Linked DNA regions of Rattus norvegicus: all the other regions are linked to region 3. A link is a contact called in public Hi-C data. All regions are on one chromosome and are shown on one strand. Each heading gives the region's core, a stretch centred on a gene start, on an enhancer-like site or on the middle of the called end of the contact. The rest is flanking DNA. Distances are from core to core; before and after follow the strand shown.

Evidence for each region. Hi-C and Micro-C count contacts between places; a contact is called where the count stands out from the background.
Region 1: a Hi-C map of liver shows a contact between it and region 3, with 4 times the contacts expected there. The contact joins the promoter of Zfp354c here to the promoter of Zfp354a in region 3. A contact is called at or near these places in 4 of 12 Hi-C or Micro-C datasets (frontal cortex, liver, mammary epithelial cells and 1 more).
Region 2: a contact with region 3 is called in a Hi-C map of Schwann cells, with 4 times the contacts expected there. The contact joins the promoter of Msantd5 here to the promoter of Zfp354a in region 3. A contact is called at or near these places in 9 of 12 Hi-C or Micro-C datasets (the A7r5 cell line, Schwann cells, frontal cortex and 5 more) and 1 of 1 datasets of contacts at active chromatin or transcription factors (oligodendrocytes).

The regions. Positions count from the first base shown.
Region 1 is chr10:35,644,133-35,648,470 of GRCr8, forward strand. Zfp354c (zinc finger protein 354C) reads right to left here and starts at 2,559. Exons shown (of 5, transcript NM_023988.2): 1 at 2,414-2,559; 2 at 1,256-1,340. The coding sequence starts at 1,288.
Region 2 is chr10:36,023,252-36,027,684 of GRCr8, forward strand. It overlaps Msantd5 (Myb/SANT DNA binding domain containing 5), which reads right to left and starts at 2,243. Exons shown (of 5, transcript NM_001017472.1): 1 at 2,070-2,243. Clk4 (CDC-like kinase 4) reads left to right here and starts at 2,489. Exons shown (of 13, transcript NM_001399428.1): 1 at 2,489-2,572.
Region 3 is chr10:35,894,680-35,898,876 of GRCr8, forward strand. Zfp354a (zinc finger protein 354A) reads left to right here and starts at 2,584. Exons shown (of 5, transcript NM_052798.3): 1 at 2,584-2,711; 2 at 3,343-3,425; 3 at 4,152-4,197. The coding sequence starts at 3,393. It overlaps LOC134480783 (a long non-coding RNA gene), which reads left to right. Exons shown (of 4, transcript XR_010055602.1): 4 at 697-1,108.

The sequences.
Region 1 (4,338 bases), core at 1,309-3,808, 250 kb before region 3:
ATTTGATGGCAGGAAATAGCAAGTGTGACGTCTGGGAGGAGAGAGAATTCTGGGATAGTGCCAGGTGAGAGACCCACTCGGGAAGATGTGATGGGGCGGACATGGGGTACCTGGGCACAGGTAATCAGCCAGGTGGCAGAACGTAGGTTAAAATAATTGGGTTATTTTAGTTACGATCTAGTCAGGGTGGAGCCAAGGTATTGGTAAATATATTTTGAGTCCCTGTCTTATTGCTGAGAGTGGGGCTGGGTGGAAGAACCAGACCTAACGTCGACAGTCTGCCCGTCAGGCAGCTTGCGGACCTTTACTGCTGAACCTGCCTCTTTCTTGGACCCTATCTCACTCCTCCTGGCAGCTGCCAGGATTTACAGCTTGCCTTTCCTGTTACGTTCCTCAAACTCTAATAACATGTTCTTCAAGCTTCCTTCTGAGTAGATTTCTAGACTCTTTTACTAATGAAATTAAGAACCCAAAAGAAAGGACCAAATTTCCCTGGAAACTGGAGGCCACAGAAGATATTTTTTTTTAAATATTTTCTAACTTCACCCAGAAATAAATTTTTAAAGATTTATTTATTATTTAATGTATATGCGTACACTGTAGCTATCTTCAGACAACCAGAAGAGGGCATCAGTCCCATTAAGGATGGTTGTGAGCCACCATGTGGTTGCTGGGAATTGAACTCAAGTCCTATGGAAGACCATTCAGTGCTCTTGACCTCTGAGCCATCTCTCCAGCCCCCACAGAAGATATTTTAAAGTATGTCTTATGTCTGTGTGGATGTGGCACCCATCGATAATAAATCTAATGGCCTGTGGCTTAGACAGGAAATAGGAAGTGGGACATCAGGGAGGAGAAAGAATTCTGGGATCAAGCCAGAGGAGAGATCTTCTGGTAGAGAGACCTTCATACCTCTCTGGCTAACAAAATGGAGTACACATTCCACCTGAAGGAGCCCCCATTTGAAAAAAGAAAGCACCTGGGAGGTTTTATGAGATGGTAGTTATAGGGTATCATGTGTTCTGGACCTGGCAGAATTCTTTGTAGCTAGGTTTGTTCCTTTGAAAAGTGTAAGTGTAAGTGTTCCTTTGAAAAGATTTATGTATTTTTTCCTTGCAGGTCAGCTCCAAACTGGAGTTTGCATGCCCCTGTTAAATGTTAATTTTGCAAGGGAAAAAAGTGACAAGGGCAAAAAATGGAAACACATCCACATCTGAGTCAGAAAGCAATTTACAGAAAGACAAGTTTCACTTACCGTCCCTCGAGCAGCCAGCAAATCCACAGCCATTTCCCTTCTTAGTTCTCCTGCCAAAGGAAAGCTGAGTGCTGACCAAGTATGTCTGGAAAGGAAAAAGGTGTACTAAGGAATTCTGGTACAAGGGGAGGCTTAGAGCCAGGAGGGTAAAGCCACCCACAAAGGGGTTCTGGAGAAATGGCTTGGTGATTAAAAGCACTTCCCTTGTTTGAAGAGAAGTCTGATTATCAGTACCCACATAGCTACTTATAACTCCAGGGGATCCAATATCCTCTCTGGCCTCCTGAGATACTGTGTGCTCATGGGCACAGACAGAAACATACACACATAAAAATAAATTAAGTTTTAAAACCCACCCACAATGGTCTTAAGATCCCCCCAAAAAGCCACCCACTGTAAACAACACAAACCAAATGATAAGAATGCTGATCAAGCCAGCCTGTCATATCCCTTCGGTATATTAATTACACTTCTACTTTCTTACACTGATCCCTCCACACCCACCTACAGGCCTGTTAGCGCCTTCTACAAAAACCGTGGCAATGTTAAAAGGTTGGATAAGATTGATTCAAAGTACAAAGGATAATGTGTCCAAATTCTCTGCCAATGCTGTGTCTGTGTACCTCAAGAACTTGAGTGTTGGCTGTTTGGGAATTCTTGGAACTGGTCCTCTGTGAAGCAGAGGTGGGGCTGTGCTGTCGACGTGGCTGAGGTGGACAGTCAAGGAGATTCCAGTCTACCCAAAGTGACAAGACATAGCAAGCAGCACAGATGGGAAGTAAATTCTGCTTCCAGTCCACGGCTCCTATCCAGGCTCAGCGAATGCTCGGGTCACACTGTGCCTTGGTTTCTTCATCTGCACCATAGGCACAATGAAGGCGCAAGGGGCCTGTAACTTGGTATCAGATGCGCTAATTCATTAAGTTAGACTAGACTGCTAGGTATCGGCTGTTGATTTTAAGATCCGCATCGCTAAGATGCTAGAGAAGATGCACAGGCCTCCAGCCCCGCAGTCTGGGCTCAGCCGCGCTCCGTGGCGGGCCGAGCCTGTTGGAGGGTCCCCGAGCTAGAGGTTGCAGAGCAGCCGCCAGGCCGCGCCCGGCCCGCCGGGAAGCCCACCGCCCGCTACGCCCCGCCCGCCCCCTTCGCCCCACTCACGGACGCCGGCGCTCGCTTCCGCCGCTCTCAGTACGAGCGGTCACGAGGATGTCGACCCCAGACGCGCTCTTCTGGCACAATCACAATCACCTCGGCCAGGAGCCCCCCAAAACGCCGCGAGCAGCCCCGCCACCGGGAGAAGCCCCAGAGAACTACTATTCCCGGCATGCCTCAAATCCTCTCTGACTACACATCCCAAAAGGCACCGGGGCCAGGAGAGTTCTGAAAGCTGAGTCGGAGTGTGGTGCATTGCAAACACAGCAAACCTGGCCTCTCTCAGTCAGTTCTCAGACTTGTTTGCTAGAAGGGTGATGAAATGATGTGACAGGACAAAACCGGAATTTAGGGTTTAGGAGCTAGGTACCCATAGGTACCAGGCCAGCTTGACACAAATGGAGTTGCAGGACAGCGAGGGCTATATAGCCGGACTAAAATCAAAACCAAGCCAAACCAAAACTCTAGGAGAATCTGGTGTAGCCCACATCACTAACTATGGTAATTTAAATTATTTTACCGTGTACAATACACAGAAAATTATGTGACATGGTTCATGACGTGCAGCCCAGGATGGTTTCAGAAACTAGGAGGATTAAAAAGTAAAAGTAATTGATTAAATGCGCACGTTCAGCCTTTTGATTTTTTTTTTTAATCCACCTAGATGCTGAATCCTAAAATCAATTGCCATTTGGTTGGGGCAGTAATAGACCTTCAGAGATGGTCCCTATACCTAACCTTTGGGGGTTTTTTGGTTGGTTTTTTGGTTTTTGGTTTTTTTGTTTGTTTGTTTGTTTGTTTGTTTCGTTCTGTTTGTTTGTTTGTTTAAACAAAATACGTAATCCTAACTCTCTTAAGTATCTTTCTGATCTGGGAAATCAGCCTGAAGAACAACAAAAACTCTGCAGTGAAGGCGTTTAAATAGCCCCTCATGGCTGACCTGAAGCTCTCTCAGAAGCCATAGTCTGTTGAGAGAAAATCCCGTTTCTGAGGTATGTGTTGCCTCTCTCAGTATCACTGGCTATAGATACTGAGATTATATCCTACAAAAGCAATTGTCTCTGTTTTGTTGTTGTTGTTGTTGCTTGTTTGGAAGTCCCTGTTCTGAAGATAGCACGTACTTTAGTTACAGGACATGGAACATGGAGAAATCAGGCTTGGCCTGAGCTGGAAGATACTTCTATGCTAGCTCACTTTCAAAGCGCTCAAAAGCACTGTGCAGGCTTCTGGCGTAGAGCTGATACCAATAGTCTTGTGCAGCTACAAACATAGTATGGGTACAGCCAGGATTTTCCATTTTCATTTAAAGCCTGCTCCACGGGAGAAAACATATTTTCTAGGGTAAAACCTGTGGCTGGAGAGATCCTATCCCCAGTGGGGGAAACTTCTGCTGTTACTTTAATAGGTATTACATACCTTCAAAACACGGGAATAGATTACCATGGCTATTAACGTTGGTTATGGGAGAAAAAAATTTTAAGTGTGTGTATGCTCATATGAGTTTAGATGCCCATTAAAGCCAAAAGTCTTGGATTCCCTGGAGCTGAAGTTATAGGAAGTTATGAATCAACCAACATGAGTCCTGGGAATTGAACCAGGGTCTTTTGCAAGTGTAGTTCTATAACCTGACTTTTGGCTACTTTATAGGTTCTTTTTTCTTCCACCTTCTCCAACCGTATCCCTTCCAAATCCCCAACACTAAGTAGGAGAGAAAAGGCTAGAGGGGAAAGAAGATGTTGATATCATTAGACTAATTCCTGCTAATTAGGGGCTTTGCATTCCTTGGGGGCAATTTTGATCTTCGTGATCAGGATATCTCCAACCAGAAACCAGCAACAGCAAACAGCAGGAGAGGCATGAGCTGCCACACCCCTGTCAGGGGCTCTTGCATTTATATATACCCTCTTAAGAGTCCCCAGAATTCCAACTGT
Region 2 (4,433 bases), core at 993-3,492, 130 kb after region 3:
TAACTAAACTTAGTCAATACCACCAATTTTATTCAATTAACAATAATTGATAGGAGGGACCCAGGAGACGGCTCAGTGAGTAAGGACATTTCTACCAACACTGTCAATCTTAGTTTGATCCTCAGGACCCACTGTAGATGGAGGGAACTGACTTCTTTATGTCTTTCTCAGCTCTCCAAATTTGTGCCATGGCATGGGTTCACTGATCACCCATTCCAATCTCTAGATAGATTCAACTAAAAATTTTAATTTAGATTTTAGTTTGACTAATATAGGGACATAGTGACTAGTAATGTGTGATAGACTTTAAGAGATTAACAAGACATTTAGCTACTAATTTAATTTCCAGGGACTCCATCCTTGGATACCTGCAAGTGTCAATGACCTCAGTTTACTTTCTAGTTTTCCAATCTAATGCGGGATGGAGTTACTCTAAGAATCCATTATTAGAAGGAATTCTACCTTCTCTATAAACTTTTGGGCATGACCTAGTCAAAGTTTTTGGTAAATGGTTTACTCCCACGGTTTCTAGAGCCAATATCAGAAAGAGTCCTGAAGGCTGATCAAGTACCTCTGGAAAATATTTCCAAAGGGTACGTGCATCTGTTTTCTGGTCCTGGCTCTGAGACCAGTTCAATGATGGGCCAGACCTAAGAGCCAGCAATTAGAAACCTGTAACAGGAGGGTTTCTATAAGTTCCAGGCAAGCTTGAACTAAATAATACGTCCCAGATCAGCTCTGTGTATACAAAGATTATCAAAAATGAGAAGGGGAGAGAAGAGGAAGAAAGAGGAGTGGTGGAAGAAGGAGAGAAGAGAGACACATATAATTAAAGGAGCAGTCTAGGGTCCATCCTGTATTCCCTATGAAATGGCCTGAAATCAGTTACTTCCTGCCACTCCATATGCACTGCAAAGTGAACTGGGAATTGGGATGCTTTCAACATTGTTTGACTGAATCTTTGTTACTCGTGTGCTGTTTGACTTTCTCCTCAGGAAGTGTTAGAAATCCTGGGGGAAATTGGGATATTGTCCGTCTTGGGCAGTGTAGTATGCCTGAGAGATCCATTGTGACTCATGGTGTGGCCTTTAATCAACTTTGCTAAATGTGAAGGGATTCATTGTTTCATAATGGGAGCTTCAGAGACAAATTGGCTTGAAAAGTGGCTTTTAAAGACAGACCCTTTTGGTCTTGCCAAAAGATGGACTTGGAACATTTTCCTCTAACTAAGAAAAGTAAGTTGTCTTTGACTTTGTCAAATGAATGGAGGCAGTCAGTATGACAGTGAAACCATAAGCTCTCTGGAGCTAGCAAGGCTGACCTGTGAATGGTGTTTTCAGGAGTTAAGTCTGTAATTAGAGCAAGGAGCTGGTAATCACCTCAGGGTTGTCTAGATTACTAAGACTGTCTATAAAGAGATTGGCATAGAGTATTTCATTAATCTGGTAATGACAGCTCATATTTATGATCCCAGCTCTTTGGGAAGAAGATGAGAGGAGGACCAGAAGTTCAACCTTAGTGGGTTAGGCAGTATTTATAGTGTTGGATTCTCAGCAGGCTTTGTTTAGTTTTGATCTCATGTAGCCCAGACTAGCCTTGAACTTGCTATCTAGCCCAGAATGACCTAGAATTCCTGATCCTACTGTTTCTAAATCCTAAGTGTTGGGTTTACAGGCCTATACCACAAAAACCTAGTTCTCTGAAATTAAAAAAAAAAATAGAAAATTCATTATGTCTTCTGACCACAAATGTCCATTTGTTGAGTAACTGTAATAGAAAATGATGAGGCTGCCATGGTCGTAACTAGAATACTGTCAGAAGTCTTAGGACAAATTTTCCCATTCCTTCTGATGTGCTGACTGAGAAGGCGAGGAGAAAGAAAGAGAGGAAGGCAAGGAGAAAGGAGAAAGAGAAAGGGTAAGCACCCGCTACGCTTGTTTTTAGAGGCATATTCAAGTAAACGTCTCCAAATCCAGTTTAGAGCGGAAACGCCAGATGACAGACATAGCCTGGTCACTGAGCTGCCCTAGCAGGGAACATTCGCGGACTCTGAGCTCTGGTGGCTCTACCTGGAGCTGAGGTGCCGAGAAGATTGAGGGTTGACTGGCAGGCCGAGTGCGATGAGCGTCCCGCTTTAAGATGACGGGAAAAGGTCAGAGGTTGGCCCTACCCAGCGTGGCAACGCCCAGCAAAACTCTTCTTCAAGAGCCCGACACGTGCCGTAGATTTAAGGCGATCTTCCAGGTTCACCCAAGAACAGAAAGAACCTCGACTTGACAGGCTGACAGAACTCGTCCTACAGGCGCCTTGGCGCTGCGCAGCCGCAGTATGAATGATAAAGCCCCCCGCCCCTGACGTCACAGACCCCCGCCCCCTTGCAAGGTCTGTGGGCGGGCACGGGGCTCCGTGACGCATGCGCGCTTGCTCGGCGTAGGTGGCGCTGGATCCACCTGAGGAGGTTGTAGGGTGACGGCGCGGACGCCATTTTGTCGGTGTTTGTCGCAGCGGCTGGAGAGAAACGACGGCGGTTTGGCGACATTTCTCGGCCAAAAGGCCTTTTGCTTTTGCGGAGGTGAGGTGGGCAGTGTCGCTCAGCTAGGTGTCTGAGGAAAGAGTGGGCTTTGGGCGTCAGCACCCGAGGGTGCGTCCGCGGGGCTGGCGGGGTGCCTCTCAGCCGGCGGCGACAACACCCGAGCTGCTGCGGTTTCGCCTCTCTAGTCAAGGCCCGCAGGCCCCGGGTTCGCCCGACGGTGCTGTCCGGCAGCTCGGGCCTCACTCACCTCTTGCCACGGCTTCGCCGGCCATCGCAGGAACCAGCAGGGAGACCCCTTGGCGGGACGCATCCCCGACGCTAGTGTGGTCCGGAGTTGAGTCACCCAGACCCCTCCTCACCTTTCTCGGCTGCCTCGGCCGTTTGCATAACTGGAGGCTTTTCCAGAGTCCGATATTCGCCCTGTGTTTCAGCTCTAAGGGCCCTGGCCAGCTGCCCGGGGGAGGTAGGGCAGGCACTGCAGCGATCCAAGTGGTTGGAGTTCACCTCCAGCTTCGAGGAACACACTTGGGAAGGAAGGTTCGTCCTTCGTGCCAGGCGGTCACCCCCACACCCCTAAACCTCCAGACCTCGGTCGCCCTGATTGCCCTGGAACTATGTAGACCAGGCTGGACTCGAACTCCAGAGCTTCTCCTGCCTCTGCCTCCCGAGTGATGGGATTAGAGAGCGAACATTGCATATACATTGTGACAGTCCCCAAAACCCTGGACAGGTAGTCATCTGGTCTAATATTAAAGCTGCAGATATTTGGCCTAACTTTGAAAACTCACCCAAGGGCCTCTTGTACTCCACTTAAATGGGAGACCGAAATTTCTAAAGCGTGGTGGAGAATCATATTTCTAATATGAACATACTTACGGGTTCCGTTGTATCTTTTATTGAAAAAAATACCGAGGGGTGTAACATTTTTTTAAGTATTAGAGATAGTGTAATATTTCGAGGTGGTTTTTCTTTCCTGTGTATGTGAAGGAACTTTAATCTCATGAGCTCAGAAATCTTTTACTTTGCCTCCTAAGTAAATATTTCTTAGTTGGTTTTTTGAAGCAAGGTCTCCCTGTGAAGACCAGGTTGTCCTTGAACTTGATCAGGGCTCCACCTGCCTTTGCCTCCAGGGTGGTGTGTGCCACCACCACACCTGTCTAAGAAAATTATTTCCGAACTTTGCTAGAGATAGAGTAGGGGTGGGACATGTTCATCAGGGCCTGTTGGGACTGGGACCCACTGATAGACTGCTAGGTGGCTTTGCATGTTAGTAACTTGATAAGTTGAGAATTGTCTTGTGAGAGGTAAACTGGCTGTGGCAGTGTGGAGGGGGAGGGAGAACTTGAAGCAAGCACCCAAGTCTTGCGAAACCCTAATGGCCAGTCATAATGATGAGTCATCAGAAGCTGTAAGTTTGACTGCTGTTTTTTAAGAGTGCTTAGCCTGTAGCCCGGTAGCTTGAGATTCAGAATTCAGTTCCCAAAGAAACAGAGGAAAAAAGCTTTAATCAAACCAAAAACCTTAAATACAGTTTTGATAATAAAAGGAATGTGTCCACAGTATTCCAGTAAAAATGGGAAGATGAGTTTTTCTGAAAGCGTGAGTTTTGGCTTTTGTCTCAAGTTTGCAGTGTTGTCTATTTTACTTTGCCATATTAAAATACTATATCAAAAGCAATGCTTGGCTTTTACCACGATACCTAACACGAATTTAGGATTTTTTTTTGGTATGTGGCTTAATTCATGCTTTCTCATTTTTAACTGAGCTAAAAGAGAAGCCACATTATCAGAAAGATGCTTGGCAGGCGAGAATTAGAAGAAAATATAGCTTACTGAATGTTTGGGCAGGACTGTATAGGTCAGTGGTAGAGTTTTGCCTAGCATTAGGAGCCTCCTCTCCC
Region 3 (4,197 bases), core at 1,334-3,833:
CACCTCATGCAGAACATGCAGAACAAAACAGGGTATGTGGTCAGCATGTCTTTGAGCCAAGTCACTTCTCCGTGTCAATGATTGGCAGGTGTGTTACAGCAACAATATGAAATCACTGACAGGCATGGAACAAAATGGCTACAGATATTCCGTGGTGGGGGTGGGGGGTGAGTGTGGGGGTGGGGGGTATGGGCGGTAGGAGGGTAGGGTTGAGGAGTTGTCAGACCATGACAGTAGCACTATTGTATACAGCTGAACCAAGGGGTAGGATTATTACATACACATAAACAAGGCAACGTTATGTACAGCTGAAGCAGGAAGCAGGTTTAACTATTCTTGTTAGGTGCAGTCTCTATCGGGAAACAGTCTTCAGCCTGTAAACATTGGGTGCTGGGAGAAAGCTATGGTGGACGTTTTCTGCACACACTCTTTCCCACTTGGAACAGAAGGTCTGCCACCCCCCCCCCATGTGACTAAGACCATTCATTATGTTCACAGCTGTCCCCATGTACAGGACACCCATCCATTCAGGCTTTCCTCCACTCTCCCACGGGGTGTAGGTTCCATTTTTCTCTTTCCCTCCCAAGAGAAAAGCCTCAGTTGAGTATCTTTTCCTAGTTTCTGGATGGGGAGGTGGGGGGGGGGTTTGGGCGGTATGTGGGAGGAGCTTGTTGGGGATTTGATTTGTGCTTACAGGGGAATTTCAATGCCAGATGTGGGTCCCTGCCAACAGTTGCCCTGCCAATGGCTGGGCAGTGGGACAGAGACGGGACTTTGAGGATTCCTGAAGAGGAAACACAGGACCCAGAGAAGGAGAGTCACCAACACAACAACAGAGCTGTGGAAGACAGAGAACCAACCATGTAAGAATCAAGGAAAAGCAGCCCCAGGGGCCACTCCCTCAATTAGGTCTGGGATAGCAGAGATAAAGTATAGATTCATCAGAGGGGACAGTGTGGTGGCCACGGGAAGCTTTGGAAGTGGCCCAACCATCCATTGAGGCATCCCTTCCCCCTGAGGAACCAGCCACATGATGGTATAATATAGAGGCATGGGGAGGGGAGTCAAGAGGTTAGTAGAGACAGAGGGAGAGAGAGAGAGAGAGAGAGAGAGAGAGAGAGAGAGAGAGAAGTAAAGAAGTGGGGGCCAGCCATTAGCATGTGAAGAGAGAGGGGGGAAGGGAGAAGGGAAGGGAGTGGGGAGAGAGCAGAAGCAGGAGGGCAAGAGCAAGAGAGAGAAGGAGGCAAGAAGCCCCTTTTATAGTGAGTCAGGCATACCTGGCTGTAGCCAGGTAACTGTAGGGCGGAGCTTAGACAAAATACTTACAAGGTGAGGTCTTTAAACTTGTAAACCATGACCCCAAATTAGCCCTTCATTTAGACGGGCAAGCTATTCTTCTCAAGTGCATGTCACAGACACAAAAACACGACTACCACAGTTCCTCCTCTCCTGAGTTGTTGCCTCAAACCTGCTTCATTCTCCTTCCAGCCCGTCCTTCACTTTACCCTGCTTTTGCTATTTTTCTCATTACACGTATCCTCTAGAACCCTATCTCATTATGTTCATGGCTTATTGTCTGGTTCTTGCCCTTTACTAAAAAGTACTACGGGATAATGGTGTTTGTTTTATTCACAGACTTTTTTCAAATGATTTATAATAGGGCCCGGCACATGACTGTTAGAGCACAGACTCCAGCTGTCTTTCTCTTGTACTCTGAAAAGTCAGACCACGTAGTCCTGCAGTCTCACCCTCTTTGGACTGAGAGTTGATACTAGCATCTACCATGACATGAAAAGGCTCCGCAGAGTTGAGTTATCTCTCTTCCTCTCTCAGCTGCCACCCCAGCTCCAACAGATACCCCAAACAACCCTGACTTATAACTTAGCTTGCATCTAGTGCCTTTCTGCCTTTTCCTGTGACTCCCAACACACAGGTTATGTCATATGGCGTGAAACACTTGCTTCCCCAAACTTGTAAGAATAAGGAAATCCCGTCCTTGGGAACTGAACGGTCTTTGATAAGCTTTGCACATCAGATCTCCATCATGGCTGCCTTCGTCCTGATTCTAGTACTGCCCCCACTGTTGTTGTTTATTTGCAGGAAAAGAAGTTTAAAGACATTTATTGTTTGTGTATATGAAATGAGTGTGTATGAGCATGGAATGTATGCACTGACCTGAGATGCCAGAAGGGGATGTTGGAACCCAGGCGCTGCAGTTACAGGCCATTGTGAGCAACCTGATATGGGTAGTGGGGATTGAACCTAAGTCCTCAGCAAGAACAGTAAGGATTCTTAACCGCTGAGCACTTCTTCAGTCCTACTAATACCTCATAATAAAGCTCTTCTGAAGGGCACTTCGTGTCAGCTTCCTTTCCACGAACCTGCGACATCGTTTATTATTTACCTACCAAGCAGGTGTTCAGTTACTAGTGTCCACTCTCAGCTTCCAAGCAATCTGTGCATAAGAAGAGTCCCAGACAAACCGAAGAACTTCAAATCCCAGAATCCCTGGGTCTCAGAGTGGACTACATTTCCCAGAGGCCTCCTCAGTCATTACCCTCGAACCTCAAGTTCTGAGCCCCCGTGAGCCTTCGCGGATCATAGGGAGTCTGTGGCACCGCTAGAGACTCGGGGCCAAGGTCCTAAGACAGACTTCTCACAGGCGCGGAGGTTCAGAGCGTATGTGAGGTGCGGCGGGAGCCGGGGAAAAGGTGAGTGAAGGCTGGGTTCAGCTCAGAGGCCTCCTGCCAGTCCCCCTCCCCTGAGTGCGCGCTCCCAGTGGCCTCGGCCCTGGACTGCAAGTGACCTGCTCCCCACTGCCTGGGCAGCGCCAACCCAGGCTGTTTTCCGTGCAGCCCTCTTGTCCTGGGCTACTGGTCCCTTTTCTAATTTTTTTTTTTTCTGGAAGTTTATCCCTTGGCAGCAGCGGTGCAGTTGGGTGGCCAACGTGTAGGGGAGGAAGAACACTGTCCCTGCCCTGGATCAGATCCGAGAGGGTGAAACCGGATGCCCTCCCACTGTGGCCGCACTCCAGCTTGAATTTCCTATCTGAAGGGGCCGGAAAGTCCCAGCTGAGATGTTGTGAACAGTCTAAGGGTGTTCACTTTGGGGACTCAGTGAGTCCCCCTCTGTTATGGAGTACAGTGTCTCTTGAATCTTACTTCTGGAAATCCACGGACAAGAAGACTGGTGACCTGTCGATTTTGTGATGCCCACCCCTGGCTCCTGGTTCCCTCTCTAGAGGCAGAAGAGCCAGGCGCAGCTAATGGGACGCTTTCGGAGATGCTGCGTCTGACAGGTGCGAAGCAACATGTGCAACTCCTTTCTTCTTCCTCCCCTCAGATCCTCCTCCATCTTCACCCATCTTTAGAGGAAGAGCCTACAGAAAGAAGATGGCTCCTGAGCAAAGAGAAGGGGCCTCTCAGGTAAGCGGCTTGCCATTTCGCTTCTTAACAGAAGGAGGGGCTTTTGTTTGGTTTCCCTTCTGACAGTTATCCACACAGTTCAGCCTTCCCTAGGATTCAGAGCCCATGCTCTCCTTGGAGGAATTGGTTCTCTCCCCACGGGTGGTGGATTCTGTGTGTTCACAGTTCTAGTCTTCTGTATTTCTTGATAGACAGGCTGTCATTGTCTGGTGCCTACAATCTGGTGTGTGCCTACAAATTTCACAAGTAACATACCAAGTGCCCTGGGACAGAACACACATATAGACTTGAGAAAATTCCCTTTTCCCCCCCGTCCCTGCCTTCCTCACTCGTCTGCGTTTCTTTCTCTGCCCTTACCAAGATTGATTTTTATTTTCTCTTCTTGACAATCCCTACGTTGCTCACCAAGCCTTCTTCAGCCTATGGTGGTTGATTATTTTTCCATTTTACTTTATGGGTCTTATGTTTTGCTTGTTCAATTCCATTGAAGTTTTGTTTGTCATTATGCATGTATGTGTGTGTGTGTGTGTGATGTGTGCATACAAGTGTATATGTGTATACATGTGTCATGTGTTCGGATGGCCGCATCTGTGTGTGAGAATGTACATCTGCACATGGCTGTCGAAGCCTGAGGCTATAGGGTGACTTCTCCCACGGCTTCCCAGATCTTCTATGTTGAGTCAGAGTCTCTACCTCAAAGCTCATCGAGTCATCTGTCCCTCACAGGTGTCAGTGACATTTGAAGATGTGGCTGTGCTCTTTACTCGGGACG